2 separate regions of the Gossypium hirsutum genome follow, and region 2 is linked to region 1. A link is a contact called in public Hi-C data. All regions are on one chromosome and are shown on one strand. Each heading gives the region's core, a stretch centred on a gene start, on an enhancer-like site or on the middle of the called end of the contact. The rest is flanking DNA. Distances are from core to core; before and after follow the strand shown.

Evidence for each region. Hi-C and Micro-C count contacts between places; a contact is called where the count stands out from the background.
Region 2: a Hi-C map of leaf shows a contact between it and region 1, with 2.4 times the contacts expected there. The contact joins the promoter of LOC107949941 here to the promoter of LOC107950159 in region 1. A contact is called at or near these places in 3 of 34 Hi-C or Micro-C datasets (all in leaf).

The regions. Positions count from the first base shown.
Region 1 is chrD03:46,996,627-47,001,382 of Gossypium_hirsutum_v2.1, forward strand. LOC107950159 (triosephosphate isomerase, cytosolic) reads left to right here and starts at 2,293. Exons shown (of 9, transcript XM_016884940.2): 1 at 2,293-2,834; 2 at 3,099-3,174; 3 at 3,292-3,415; 4 at 3,545-3,629; 5 at 3,786-3,918; 6 at 4,120-4,214; 7 at 4,443-4,521. The coding sequence starts at 2,796. It also overlaps the pseudogene LOC107950156 and the pseudogene LOC107950158.
Region 2 is chrD03:47,126,523-47,131,278 of Gossypium_hirsutum_v2.1, forward strand. LOC107949941 (probable protein phosphatase 2C 23) reads left to right here and starts at 2,131. Exons shown (of 4, transcript XM_016884697.2): 1 at 2,131-4,044; 2 at 4,133-4,246. The coding sequence starts at 2,347.

The DNA.
Region 1 (4,756 bases), core at 1,043-3,542:
ATATTGAGAGCAACTAGACTCTATTCATTGACATTCTCTGATCGATCAATGGGTTTCCTAATGCAGGTTGCATTATATGTGGCAACAAAGACAGCATCAATCAAAAGACCGTCCTTTTTTGTTCCATCAACAGACGGGTATGCTCGTGCAGCAATGCAGTTGCACGCCCTACTGTCCCCATTCCATCCTCTAGGGCTTGGCTTATTCACTGCCAGAGAGTGTGGTTGATGCATGGCGTTTGTGCTTTTGTCTTGGCATTCGAAAGAGGGGGCAACTCAAAGATTCTAAGAAGGAATGAAAACAGATTGTTGAGTCTGTTGTATTTTGTGTTCGAGGAGTTGAATATTTTAGTTGGATGAATGAGCTCCACAACCACCCAACCCCCCCCCCAAATATTTTATTCTCTTCATAAACTTGTTTCCAAGCTTTGGAATTGCATTGTGACACTTCCATCATGTATACAAATATATGAACCCTTTTTCCTGCATGATTTGCTTTTAGAAGTTTAAAGTGTGTTCCAACAAAAGCCACCATATGGCAAAGTCTTCCACGCCCAAACTTCTTGGGTGTCAAAAACAAAGGTGGTGAGTTCAGATGAGGGGAAAAAGTTATGTTAGGTGTGTTGTAATTATTGGAAATACCTCTAAAATTTTTGAAAAAATAAATTAAGAATACAACCAATTGATTTAATTTTATATGTATGTGACATTAGAATATATCACAAATTGGAAGTCAGATTGAACAAGAAGATGCCAATACAACAAAAACTTAAACATACCAAATGGCAAACGTGACCAATTGGAACTCAGCCACAGCAATAAACAATTTATTTATAACAAAACTTGATCACAAATATTGTTGTAATTGAGTATCCAACACAGTCGAAACCTATGTTTTAAACAAAACTATGTAGTCGTCGTGAAAGGCATATGAATTCTATCCTATAGTTCTACCTTCAATGAATCAATTTCAAGTCCAGAGATTAGTGAATGATAGTGCCACCAAAAAAGCACGTTATGAGTTTGAGTAAGATTAAAAGTGTTGCATAACTGATATAATCAAACCATCAAAACTCACTCACTCACTCACTCACTCACTCACTCACTCATATTTGGATTTTAAGTTCTAATTCCCTACCCCCCAAAAGAAAAGAAGAGTTCAATATACATTCACTTCAAGTTGAATTTTTAATAAGAAAAAAACAGCATTACACCATTTATCAATAACCCAATTAAGAAAAAGGTTCAAATACCTTCCACCTCTCCTTCACCTAAGCTTCTGCTTGGTGGAACTTTTCTTAGCCGCTTCCTTAACCTTCTCAATATACCCTTCAATAGGTGGATTCAAAGACGCCATCAATCGATTTGCCGGAAATGGGGTCAAATCTGGTATCATAGCCGCCTCCCTAAGTTTCCCCGGCAACGCTTCAATTGCCTCGTTTTTCATTCTCAACAAATTAGTCTCAGCAGCCTGCCTTGCCCTATGCTTCCTCATCAAAACCCGACTATACTCCTTGGCCAATCTTTGGCCATCCTCCACCGTCAGCTCATATTTGGGTATCTTATCAGCATCGACAAGGCCCAATGTAACCAAATCCAGCCCCGGAGTTCCCATAACCATAGGCTCGTCAGGGACTCCCATTGCTTTTCTTCCTCCCTTCTTCAAAATCTCCATTTCCCGTTGCCGCTCCTTGCTTATTAATCCCAATTTTTCCCGTTCGGCTTCGCGGGCTCGCTCTTTCGGTGAGAGGTGACGGGCCGGCGTGGGTGCATTGAGGCATTGTTCGTAGAGTTTTTGCTTCTCGTCAGGGATTCAGCCGCCTTTGGGGAGGGAATCGTCGAGAGGAGCGCCGCCTTTACCTTTTTTAGTGGAGATTTTGGAGCGTTTTAAAGGTTGGCCAGCTTTGAGCTTGGATTTGCCTTTGGCGGTTCCACTGACGGTGCAACGTTGGAGGAGTTGGTGAGTCACAATTCTTAGAGGTTTGGGGTTTTTGGCGATTCGGATCATGGTGTTCCTGGGAGGTTTAAGGGTTCTACCAGGGGTGTGCAAATTTCGGCGGAGGGTAGGTTAATTATTTTTTAATTTTTCGGTTAACGGTTAATTCGGTTAGAAACCGGTTGGTTAATCGAATTTTTTCGATTTAACCGAAAAAATTAATAAATAAAATTATAATATATAAATAGGCCCACTATTCACCTAAACTTAATCCAAACTCAAGTATTCAACTCAATTCAATCATAAAAATTACAAATAATTTAATAAATAAAAATAAAATTCTAAAACTAAATCTAAAGTCTAAAAGTCTAAAAATAATTTAATTATGTAGTGATTTAATTCGGTTAATTCAGTTAATTCGGATAATCCGGTTAATTCGGTTAATTTTTAACCAAAAATAAAAAATATATAATTTTCGATTAATTCGGTTAACCGACCGAATTAACCGAAAAAATTTTAGTTCGGTTAATTTTTTTGAAAAAATTTCGGTTCGGTTAACGGTTAAAAATTTTGAAAGGTCAGTTAATTCGGTTAATGTTATTTTGGGTCGGTTAACCGGTCAGTTAACCGAATGAACACCCCTAAATTCTACCTGAGAAAAATGGAGAAATATGAAATAACTTAGGTTTAAGGTTAGCAAACCGGGTTTAGTTAATTTGGGCCGAAATAGGTTAATTAAATGGTAACGACTAAACTGCAAAAAGGGTAAACGTTGCGAGTAGCCCAAGAGCAGTTAATTAATCCTCGTTTTCATCGCAAATAATCCCAAAAAAAAAATCAACCCCCAAACACAAAACTTCATGGCTCGGAAATTCTTTGTCGGCGGCAACTGGAAATGTGTATGTTTCTTCTTCTGTTTCTCAATAAATTTCTTTTTTTTCTTTTTAATTCAAAATTTGATCTCATACTCTCTTTAACATCCACTGAATCCATGTTTTGCATTAATATTCGATATTGAAAAACGTTGTCGCGACTCATTTGATCTTTGTACCAAAGCTTAGTTGATTGGTAATTTAAATAGCTCCCTTAGGTTTTTGAGATCTGATCCGTAGTTCTATTTTCATTACTGCATATGTAAATAAAGGGAAGTGGGTTTGTTGCAGAATGGGACAACTGAGGAGGTTAAGAAGATTGTTACAACATTGAATGAAGCTGAAGTTCCTTCTCATGATGTTGTGGGTTAGTGTTCTTTTTTTTTCCTCTTTTTGGGTCTAAAATTTACTTCAATTTTGATAACTATTGAAACTTTTAAATTAACTTCGAATGTTTATAAAGTTAAGATTTATGTTGTGGCAGAGGTTGTTGTGAGCCCTCCATTTGTGTTCCTTACCCTTGTCAAAAGTCTGTTGCGGTCCGATTTTCATGTTGCCGCTCAGAACTGCTGGGTTCGCAAGGGTGGTGCTTTTACCGGAGAAGTTAGGTATGCATTTTGTCTGTTATCCGCTTTATAGATCATTTCTATGGCAGGCTATATGTAATATTGTTGTTTAGAAGGCTTTCTAGATTTTTGCATCGTATCAGCAGTTAACTTCATGTTCTCTTCAAGCAGTGCGGAGATGCTTGTTAATCTAGGCATTCCTTGGGTTATTATTGGTCACTCGGAGAGAAGGGCTCTCTTGAATGAGTCCAATGAGGTAAGTAATACGATTAGGTTCCTGTTATTTTGTAATCTACTTAACGGATTTCCAGTCTTGGTTTTCAGTCACCCAAAGAATCAGATAGTTTTTTTTTTTTTTACTCTTTGCTATATTTCATTCCCCTTTGTGAACTTTAAATGCTTGTCTTTGCAGTTTGTTGGAGATAAAGTAGCGTATGCGCTTTCTCAAGGCTTGAAAGTGATTGCTTGCATTGGAGAGACTCTTGAACAGCGAGAATCAGGCTCTACCATGGCTGTCGTTGCTGCACAGACCAAAGCAATTGCTGGTACTTGCTTTTAGAATATAAAGATCAAAGCAATTATTTGTTTTTCAGATATATGTTATAGCCGTAGTCTAATAGCTTGCCTGGTTGAAGTTTATGATTGTGGTCTCTATAGGTATTTATTTAACTATATACGTTGCATTAGACTTCTTTTATTTCTTCTTTCTAGATATATCTTTTTAAACCTCTATTGCTCGTTTGCAGATAAAGTAACAAATTGGGATAATGTTGTTTTGGCTTATGAACCTGTGTGGGCCATTGGTACTGGGAAAGTTGCAACTCCTGCTCAGGCTCAGGAAGTAAGTTTGAGTTTTTATGCATATATCATTTAAAAGGGTCCTTCACTTTTGCTTTTCACTTGTTTTAATAGTTTGGTCCTTCCATAAATGCCAAGCGCTGTTATATAACGGTTTAGCACAATCTATCCTACTTTTCTTTGCATCTAAACCATTGCTTTTTAATTTGTTCCTATAGAGAAACCATACACTCTTTTATTTTTCATAGAAACATGTGATTGTTTTTTCCAGGTCCATTGTGAATTGAGGAAATGGCTTAATCAAAATGTTGGTGCTGACATTGCTGCATCAGTTAGAATTATATATGGAGGTATTTATCTTTATTGCCTAAACTATTGATCTTATTCAGGTGGTTTTAAGGAAATATAGCATAGCCTGTGTTAGCATGTAAATGTGTTATAACTATAAAATAAAATAAAATAAAAATAACCCTACTTGCATCGATCCTATCTTCTAAATAGTATTTCACCATTCCTGTTGGATTTTGCTATTTCATAGTATCATTCTAAAAAAGTTAGAAACCTTTGCTTGGTTCTCCATGACCT
Region 2 (4,756 bases), core at 881-3,380, 130 kb after region 1:
GGGTGCTTAGGTATGTCCCTAGGGAGAGAAATCAATTCGTTGATTGTTTAGTGTTGAGAAAGACTGAATGCTTTTAATCATTTAGTTTAATTTAATTATCTCATATTTTTATTCGCCAAAAAATAAATAAATGAAGAGAGAGAGAAAATATATAAATATTACATTAAAAAATATTAAATTAAGATACCAAATAATATATTAAGCTAATATAAAAAAATGATGTAGTTGAAAGGGAAATGTTAGCAAAATCATTAATCATTGGTAATATTTTTGTGTTTCAAAATGTTTGACTTAAAACACTCATTAATACCATATATCTAATTAACAAAAAATAATATTTAATTTTAAATTTACAAATTGTTAAAACGCACAAATACGCCCGTAAACTATCACTCTCAATTAATGTATCCATCAAAATTGAAAACCCTTTAACAAAATTTGTCAACTTGTCCAGGAGCGTGAATTCCACGCTCTTTAAATTACAGACTCTATTCAAACTACAATAATAAACCTTCCCTTAAACACCACCAAATTTATGCAAAGGTAAAATTTATATATGAAATTATGTAGCATTTTAAAAATTCCACTCTCATTTAATTTTGTTTCCTAAGCGGTATGTTTCTCTATTGTTTTGCCTAGTGGTGGTGTCTGCCTTTGAGTTGGTTATCGCACGTCTTTTTCTCCCTCCCACCAACTCTTTCTTTCTTCCTTCTTCTCATTCACTTTACATGTTTTATCTCTTTTCAGCTTACAGATCTATTTTGTGGGTATCTTTGTTATCTTCACAAATTGTGATGAACAGATGACAGTGTCTGTCGTTAGTTAAAACTCCACTGGCGACCAGTAATTTTTATTGGAAAGTGGGTGCCTTTTCGTCAGCTTCTCAATTTGTTTATGTTTTGAGAATATTTAAGGATAACAAATGATTTCACGAGTTGATTTGAACTTGTGTTGTTTTAAGTTTTATATATATTTTTGTTTGTTTTTCTATTGTTTAATAAGTTTTTAGTTTTAGAAGTTTTTGTTTGCTCTTGTAGCAAGTTCTTTAGCCTTACTTATGCATGTAACATTAGTTTTACAAGTGATTTTATGGATAATTTTATTGTCGTCCTCTCTAGTTTGGTAAATAGTTGACTCTTTTGTCAATTTTTGCTCACGACTTTGGACTATTTAGGACTAATTTCTTTATCGTATTAACTGCTTGCAATTACTGTAAATATGTCGTACTTGAGTTGTGACAAAATTACCAATTGTTAATGTGTTATGGTGTTCTATTTATGCTGAGGCTAGAGCCTTTATTATGTTGATCGAGCTTATCCTTTACCATTTACGACGAGTATTTGTTAATTTTTCCCCTGAATTATATAGTTTCATTTATTACGTTTGAAACTCATAACTAATATTACACAAATAGAATGCCAAATATTGGATTTGGGATCGAAAGGTTTCTAATTTTGGATTGGGATTGTAAGATTTTTAAGTAGTGTGTTAAAAAATAGATTAATGTCAAATTATATATATATATATGGTTTTCACACAACTTAAAATAGTCAGATGGGCAGTTTTCTTTTAAAAACATCACAAATCCAATTTAATGAAATTTTTTTGAGAAGATTAAAACTTTAAAATTAAAAGTAGAACTAAATTCTAAATGTGAGAATAGTATAGAAAGCAAAAGCATTAAAAAATTTTATTTTATATTAAAGGGTTAAAACATGCTATTAGTCCCTGTACTTATCCAAAAATTGAAATTTTGTAATTGTACTTTAAAAGTTAAAAAATCAATTCTCTTGTTTTTTCAATTTAAAAATTATAGCCCAATAATTATGGTTGCTTGTAAGTTTTGTTAAAATTTGTCAATTAAATGCAAAATTTGACGAAATACAAACAATGTTAATGAGTGGATTGTAATTTTTAAATCAGAAAAGAGAGTTAAAATTTTAACTTGTAAGTACAAGGCGTAAAAGTTAAATCATGTCAAAGTACAGGGACTAACAGCATATTTTGAGCATATATATTTCAAAATTTGTGAAACTCAACTAAAAATATAAACCCCTTCTTAGTCAACGCCCCCACCACTCACTTCACCCAAAACATTAATAAAGTTAAAATAAACAATAAAAGCATAAAAACACTAATAAAATGGAACCCAAAAGAAAGTGTATTTTTTTCCTTCAATTTGAAAAGCTTCTCTCTTTCCCTTACCAAAAGTCAACGCCTTTCTTCTTCACCTTCCTCTTCTTATCTTCTTTCTCTTTTCCCCCTGAAAGTTTAAGAGCAAAATAAAAGAGAGAAAAAGGGAACACAAATATATCGAATTTTTATTTTTAATTCTTTTGGGGGGTTATGGGTAACGGTTTCGGCAAGTTAAGCGTGTGTTTCACCGGCGGCGGCGGATATGGCGGAGGGGAAGAAGCTCGAGGTCGGAAGGAAATCTCCATGTTACTATCGGATCCCCTCGACGAAGGCCTTGGCCACTCCTTTTGCTACGTCAGACCCGACCCGACCCGACTCTCTTCGTCCAAGGTCCATTCCGAGGAATCCACCACGACTTTCCGTACGATCTCCGGCTCCTCCGTCAGCGCCAACACGTACACGCCGCTCTCGACGGCGCTGGTGGACCCGTACGTCAGCTACAGCAACGGCTGCTTCGACAGGGCGGCTGCTTTCGAGAGCACCACATCGTTTTCCTCGATCCCGCTGCAGCCGATCCCTAAGAGCTTGATAAATTCTTCCGGTCCGATGTCCGGTAGCCTCGTTCCAGGTTCGGGTCCCTTGGAAAGAGGGTTTATGTCGGGTCCGATCGAGAGAGGGTTCATGTCGGGTCCCCTCGATAATGTTAATAACAATTACAGTCGTGGGTTATTTTCGGGTCCACTCGAAAAAGGCTTCTCCGATCAGTTTCAAAGAAGCTTTTCCCATGGCGCTTTTGCTTTTAAACCCAGATCGAGAAAAGGGTCTTTAATTCGGATCCTCCAAAGAGCAATCTCGAAAACCGTTTCTCGCGGCCAAAACTCTATCGTTGCTCCGATTAAGGGTGTCGTTTCAATTAAAGAACCCGAATGGATAATCGGGTCCGAAAAGAACCCGATTCCCCATCACAACGAGAATTTAACCGTCAGCAGCTTGAATCTGAGCAGCGAAGGTAGCTTAGACGACGAGGAGTCAATGGAAAGTCAAAATCTTCAATGGGCACAGGGGAAAGCCGGCGAGGATCGGGTACACGTCGTTGTTTCGGAGGAACATGAATGGGTTTTCGTTGGGATTTATGATGGATTCAACGGCCCTGATGCTCCTGATTATTTGTTATCAAATCTTTACTCCAATGTTCATAAAGAACTCAAGGGTTTATTGTGGGATGATGGGTTCGAACAAGCCCCTGCAACTTCCCCTGAAGATGAAAAACAGAGCAATGAACTAGAATCAGCTAAGGGTTGTTCATATGATGCTTGTTCCCGATGTTTAGAGCAAGAAGATGCCAATTTTGATTCGAATTCAATCTCGAAATCAAAGAAAGGAAAGAACTTGAAGTCAAAAAAGTACAAAGGCGCAGCGATGAATAGGTGGGAAGAGAATCAAAGGAGGTGGAAGTGTGAATGGGACAGGGAAAGATTAGAACTTGATAGGAAGTTAAAGGAACAGCTTAGTCGAAACAAGTCGGGCGGATCAAGACCGATGGTGATAAACCACGGGGACGTATTGAAAGCTTTGTCTCAGGCTTTGATGAAAACAGAGGAGGCTTATTTGGATATAGCAGATAAGATGCTGATGGAGAACCCAGAGCTGGCTTTGATGGGGTCTTGTGTGCTTGTTATGTTGATGAAAGGTGAGGATGTTTATGTGATGAATGTTGGGGATAGTAGGGCAGTTTTGGCTCAAAAAACTGAGCCTGATTATTGGTTAGGCAAAGCTAGACAAGATTTGGAGAGGATCAATGAAGAAACATTGCATGATCTTGAAGGTTTTGATGGCGATAGATCTAATGTAATCCCTGATTTAACTGCATTTCAGCTTAGTGTGGATCATAGCACCAGTGTTGAAGAGGTAAAAATTTCAGCACAAAAACAAATGATTTAGATACCCTTTTTTTCCCCTCTCTTTATCATTAATGATGGATTTTGATTTATCTCAGGAAGTTCAAAGAATAATTGATGAACATCCGGACGATGCGTATGCATTGATGAACGACCGAGTTAAAGGTTCTTTGAAGGTCACTCGAGCTTTCGGGGCTGGTTTCCTCAAGCAGGTAACTCTCTGTTGTCTAACTTTTATGATCAAACTACATCAGATTGGATTTCGGTTCCTTTGTGTTTTGAGAAAATGAACACGTTTGGTAAACTTTTGGGCATAAAGGTTTGCCTTTTTTTAAGGAATATTGTCCAGAAATGGCCTAGTTTAAAGTTGATTCTTTGGAGCATCATTTTAGAGAACAGCAATCACATGTGGAACATTAGTATATTATAGTTATAATCATGGTTATAAAATGGTACACATCAGTAAATAAAAAAGAGAGGATGTGGTACTAAGAACTATTGTTTACAAATTGGTCAAGTTAAAGCTGTCAGTCCAAAAGAATATGGCTTTTCCAAAAAGAAGAACCAGATGATATTCTGCAAGTAGATTGAATAGGTTACATAGAAATAGATGTTTTCTTTTCCCTTTTCCTGAAAAAAAAAATCGATGTGCCTCAGGATTGTTTCTTTCCCTTTCTGCAATGTGGACCATATAGGAACTTAGAATTTGAATTTTTTTTCCG